Regions from separate parts of the Ovis aries genome. Here region 2 is linked to region 1. The links are chromatin contacts, called in public Hi-C maps. All regions are on one chromosome and are shown on one strand. The core of a region is the stretch at or near the end of the contact, and the rest is flanking DNA. Distances in the headings are between cores, read along the strand shown. Region 1 has its middle 120 kb from the start of PHLDA1. Region 2 holds the start of PHLDA1 (pleckstrin homology like domain family A member 1).

What was found. A called contact is a pair of places that touch in the nucleus more often than the background predicts.
Region 2: a contact with region 1 is called in a Hi-C map of hypothalamus, with 3 times the contacts expected there. The contact joins the promoter of PHLDA1 here to the enhancer-like site in region 1. A contact is called at or near these places in 3 of 16 Hi-C or Micro-C datasets (hypothalamus, liver and tail adipose tissue).

The regions. Positions count from the first base shown.
Region 1 is chr3:111,942,359-111,945,058 of ARS-UI_Ramb_v3.0, reverse strand. No RefSeq gene overlaps it. Among named protein-coding and RNA genes, the nearest start is that of PHLDA1, 120 kb to the left of the region's middle. Within about 2 kb of position 1,333, at least 10 of the 54 cell types and tissues checked have an H3K27ac peak or open chromatin away from gene starts, as enhancers often do. A contact at or near this core is called in hypothalamus, where this site is marked.
Region 2 is chr3:112,066,044-112,068,743 of ARS-UI_Ramb_v3.0, reverse strand. It overlaps PHLDA1 (pleckstrin homology like domain family A member 1), which reads left to right and starts at 1,346. Exons shown (of 2, transcript XM_012173944.4): 1 at 1,346-2,559. The coding sequence starts at 1,352. The coding sequence ends at 2,533.

The DNA of each region.
Region 1 (2,700 bases), core at 84-2,583:
AGAAGTGATATTAAAATATTGTGTAAATAGTCTCCTATTTAGAGGACACCAATATGAAAAATTACCAAAAAATGGACAGAAGAGACGTAGTTCTTAAGAACACGTAGGATCGTCTTTCCCTTTAGCTATTTTTCTTCTTCTTCCCCCACCCCCCTGCCCCGGCCCGCCCCAGGAGAGATAATTTCAAATAGAAATGGATTTCCTGAAAAGGAAACTTGTAGCAGTCTGTGAACTCCCCAAAGAGGAGAGCTGACTCAAGGTCCAGAAATAGCAGAAATGGGAAAAAGGATTCAGAAAACCCTGGCCCACTTGTGTATGGAGGGAGAATAGCTTCTGGGCTGTCTTAGTAAGAGAAACCCTATAATATATAAATCAACAAAGACACAACCAGCTAGGCACTGTTTCTTCGCTTGTTAGCCTAAAAGGAGCTAGAAGAGACCGCGATTTAAATGTTTTGGTTGGTGGAGTTCCTCGAGTTGTGAACAGTGACATTTTAAGTCAATAGATGGTTTTGAATATCTGTGCCCATCACCAGTGCGGTGGAGGGACTCCACAAACTCTGAGACAGGACTCTTGTATGCTTTAGCCAGAGCTGGGATATGATTCGTGCACGGGATGATAATGTGTTGGAATTTTTGAATAAACTAAAAAGTACCCTGTAAAATAGCATGATCCTAATATTAGTCACAGATAATTGATATCTGATCTGACGTTTTGAGAGTCCAGATTGTGCATGGTGGCAAACAACATATACAAAAACCCAAAACCTGATCTCTGAGATGTTATGTATTTTTGTCCCTGCTGTTTCTCGAATAGTGAGTGACTGGATTTCGGGGGTGGGGTGGAGAAGCGGGTGAGCTGGAAGCCATGTCTTACATTAGGGAGAGAAGTCATTTCCAAACGGAAATCTTTGTTTACTGTGTATCTGGCTTTTAAACTCGAGAGTATTTAATCCAAAGTGAAATTGGTAGATTTCACAGATGTATTTATTCCTCTATAATCAAAAGATCAGTCTTGTAGAGTTTTTTTTCTTTAAAGATTATTCTACAGTGTGAATAAACCCTTCTTAGAAATGATAGCTTCTCTCTTCTGAACCTTTTCATCTCTTCCACAGCTGATTAAAAGGGCTGCTCATGGTCTTTCTCAGCTGCTTATAAGGAATAAAAGGCAAACCAGTGCAGCAGAAAGAGATGAATAAAGATTCCTTTGTTCCTGATCACGTGCCTGCAGAGAGAACACCACTGCCCTTGAGGCGCTCTCTTGAGTGGGTTCAGGACCGTCCCCCTTCCTGTAGCAGTCCGCCCCATCCTCTCACAGCCCCGCCTGAAAAAGCAGCGGTGTTCGCGATGGTTCCCCTGCCACCAAGCGGCTACAGCCTCCAGCCCCCTTTACCCAGACAGCAGAGAGGAGCTGCTGACAGCTCAGTGTGGCCGTGGATTCCCTCTGTCCAGTGGACACTGTTTCAAAGAAAATAACAGGGATTACGTGGCCTTAGATGCTTCCAACAATGGAAACACATTTAAAAACACAATTTGGCTGCATTGATGGTGTCTGTTTGGGGGGGATTGCAAAGGAATGGATCAGCATGTTTGTCAGAGAGGGAAGGAGGCGGAGGAAAAGAAATCCCTTTATCTTCTCTCTCTGTGAGGTGTCACATGACTTTAGTTTGCCCATCACATCTGAGTTCTCTGCCCAATCAATGTGGTATGTTTGCTTGGATTTCCTGGAATAGTAGGGCATCTTGTCTTTGGAATCTTAAAATTCTGATTTCTGTGGTTTTTCACTCTTCTCTTAGAAATCTTTATAATCTAGCTTCCTGGGGGACTCCGTATGGCTTTTCGACATATTGATTTACTAGTATGGGTAGCCCTGGCCCCTGTGCAGAGCCTTACATATAGTAGTCGTTCAATAAATGTTCCCAGAAGTGAGTGAATAGAAAAATGAAGAGGTCAAAATATTAAACTATTTCATGAAATTCTGATGAGTAATCCTCTCTCCTTAGGATTACTCTGGTCTTGGTCCTAGGCTCAAATAGCAGGCTTCTCTGCTCAGCAGAGTGGCCACTGAGGGTAAGATTAGGAGAAAGATGGTCAGAGTGAATCTGGCCCCATTTTTCCTCAGGAAAATCTTTTGCTCTTTAGCTGCCTACCTAGGACTTACTAAGCTGTTAGTATTTCTTTGAGTTCAGAGAAAAAGGTAAACCTTGGAGATCCAGTTTAAGCTCCTGAAGAAGGTACTTCTCTTGTGAAAGACCCGAGCCTGTCCTTCTGCCCCAGTTTGACTAGACGTGATGGAGAAGAGAGTGAACATGGTGTCAGCTACTGGTTTTGTTTGTGTGTGCAGTTACCACGGTTACCAGGGTCGTCATTCTCTCTTCCAAGGTCATAACCAGGAGAGCGGCCTACATTGGTTTCCTAGGGCTGCTATAACAAAGTATTATAGCTTGAATGGCTTAAACAACAACAACAAAAATTTTGCTTTCTCACAGTCCTAGAGCTAAGAAGTCTGAGTTCAAGGTGCTGGCAGGGTTGGTGGCTTCTGAGATCGCTCTCCTTGGCAGGTAGAGGGCCGTTTTCTGTCTCCCTCTAGGAGTGCCTGTGTCTACATTTCCTCCTCTTATAAGGATACCGGCTGTATTGAGTAGGGCCCTCTCTCATGCCCTCTTTTAACCTTAATTGTCCCTTTAAAAGCTCTCTCTCT
Region 2 (2,700 bases), core at 97-2,596, 120 kb before region 1:
CTGAAACGTTCCTTCCATCAAGATTCGGGACCCTCCCGTGATTAAAAGTTATCCTTTGTTCTCGATTACCTTGGGATGAACCTCGAATTTCTTAAGCGTGACACAAAGAATTTGACTCTTGAGGGGTTCTCCAAGCTCATGTGTCGCTTCTTCCCCCTTGAATTCTTTGTTCCAGCCAGATGACAGACACTACGGATGAACTCAGCTCTCCTTCCTTCTTGGGCACAAGTAGCACCCTTTCCTGGTACCCTGGCCGACTCCGACTTGTCCATCCCTCATTTCTTTCTTTTGTGTAATTCATATTTTTCAGGGTGGGTATATAGTTGGGATTCTCTAGTACATTTCCTTAAGAGGTTTGGTTTCGGTTTATGCTCTTTAATCTTTGTTTCCCAGAGTTTCTATAGAAATTGCTTAAATGGAGTAGGAGGGAGCTAGGGGCGAGCACAGAATGACCTTCCCCAGGGTTACAGATAAGTGAGATTAGGAGAGATATGACCTGTTGGGCGTTTGCAAAGGGACGGGTCCGCGGAGGCCAACCCACCCTTCGGAGGTTAACCCACCCTTCTGAGGTTAAAGTGCGGAATCTCAGAACCGGATGTTACCGCAATTTGCAGTTACTCTTGTAAGAGACTGCAGGCTGTACGGATGGGTCAAGAGGAAGCCTAAGGGCTTGTGTCACGTAAGATAAGGAGTGCTTGCGCTCCAGGCTCGAAAAAAGGAAGGCGAAATGTCATTTCTAGTGGGTTCCCTTCTATCCACTCCAAAAGGGACAGACGGTTGCTCTTAACAATCGCGCGCTCTAAGAAGAGCTGGGTAGTGGCCGTAAGCGAGTGTGAGTGTAAAGACACCATTTCCTCTCGCCCTTTGCGCACTAAGATGTCTACGTGGGGTCCGGGGGAGGCACAGTTCGCGGGACTCCGCGGCGTGCGAACCTCAGCCCCAGTTCCTCGCTGGCCCAGGCCTGGAGCGGGCTCTGCGAGATTTCGGAACCCAGCGCGAGTCCTCAGGGCGAGTTCCGGAGCGCAGAGGGTCCGCCTGGCGTGCCTGGCGGTCTGGCAACTGCGCCCACCTGGGCAGTCCCGTGCCCACCCGAGGCTCTCCGCAGAGAGCCCCGCCGGGCGGAGAGGCGCGACGGCTGGAGATGGCCTCTCGGCGCCCTCTGCGCGTCGGCATTCTTCGCCCGGCAGTCGGGGCGCCCTCAGCCGCGGCCCCGGGCGGAGGAGACGAGTTTCCGGGGCTCGCGTCCCGGCCGCCAGCCTGGGGAAGGAGCGCGGAAGCGAGTGGGCGGCGGGAGGCGGGGCGCGGGGCGCGGGGGGCGTGGACCGGCCGGCTTTGGAAAGGCCCCAAGTGAATGAGGCGCGCGCCGGCGGCAGAGCGCCTCTCCAAGCTGGGCTTTCCCCCGCGGCGCGGGCGCCAGGAGCCGCCTTTTCCGCTGGGTGTCACTCGGGGGTGGGGGATATGGCCCATTCAAAAGCGCCGCGAGGGGGCCCGGCCAGTGCCCTTCAGTGAGCGCTCGCAAGAGGACGGCGGAGCCCCGGCGGCTCGCAGCTCCGGGACCTTGTGGCGCATCAGGACGCGGCTGCCCTGCTGCCCGGACCCCGAGCCGCCGCCGCCGCCGCCGCCGCCCTGCTTTCTGCGCGTTAGCCTCCTCTGCGCGCTCCGGCCCGGAGGCCGCGGGAGCCGTTGGGGCGAGGACGGCGCGCGGCTGCTGCTGCTGCCCCCGACCCGGGCGGCTGGAAGCGGAGAGGCCGAGCCGAGCGGCGGCGCCCCCTATGCCGGGAGGATGTTGGAGAGCAGCGGCTGCAAGGCGCTGAAGGAGGGCGTGTTGGAGAAGCGCAGCGACGGGCTGCTGCAGCTCTGGAAGAAGAAGTGCTGCATCCTCACCGAGGAGGGGCTGCTGCTCATCCCACCCAAACAGCTGCAACACCACCAGCAGCAGCAGCAGCAGCAACAGCAGCCCGGGCAGGGTTCGGTCGAGCCGTCCCAACCCGGAGGCCCCGCCGTGGCCAGCCTCGAGCCGCCGGTCAAGCTCAAGGAATTGCACTTTTCCAACATGAAGACCGTGGACTGCGTGGAGCGCAAGGGCAAGTACATGTACTTCACCGTGGTGATGGCTGAGGGCAAGGAGATCGACTTTCGGTGCCCGCAGGACCAGGGCTGGAACGCCGAGATCACGTTGCAGATGGTGCAGTACAAGAATCGCCAGGCCATCCTGGCGGTCAAGTCCACGCGGCAGAAGCAACAGCACTTGGTCCAGCAACAGCCTCCGCAGCCGCAGCCGCTTCAGCCCCAAAGCCAAGCCCAGCCGCAGCCTCAGTCCCAAGCCCAGCCGCAGCCCCAACCCAAACCGCAGCCCCAGCCCAAACCCCAGGCTCAGCCGAAGCCGCAGCCGCAGCCGCTTCATCCGTACCCGCATTCGCACCCTCACCCGCACCCGCACCCGCACGCGCACCCACTACCGCACCCGCACCCACCGCCGCTCTCGCAGGCGCACGGCCACCGGCTCCTCCGCAGCACCTCCAACTCGGCCTGAAGAGGGCAGCACCCGGCCCGAACGCGGTAAGGTCGGCGCGGGTCCGGGGAGCGGCTCTGGGGGTGTCAGAGCCGGAAGCCTGCTCACGGGTTCGGCTCTTGGGTGGGCAAGGGAGCAATGAACCTGGGTTTCTGGGAGGTGGAGAGAAGGGCACAGGCTGCAGGCAG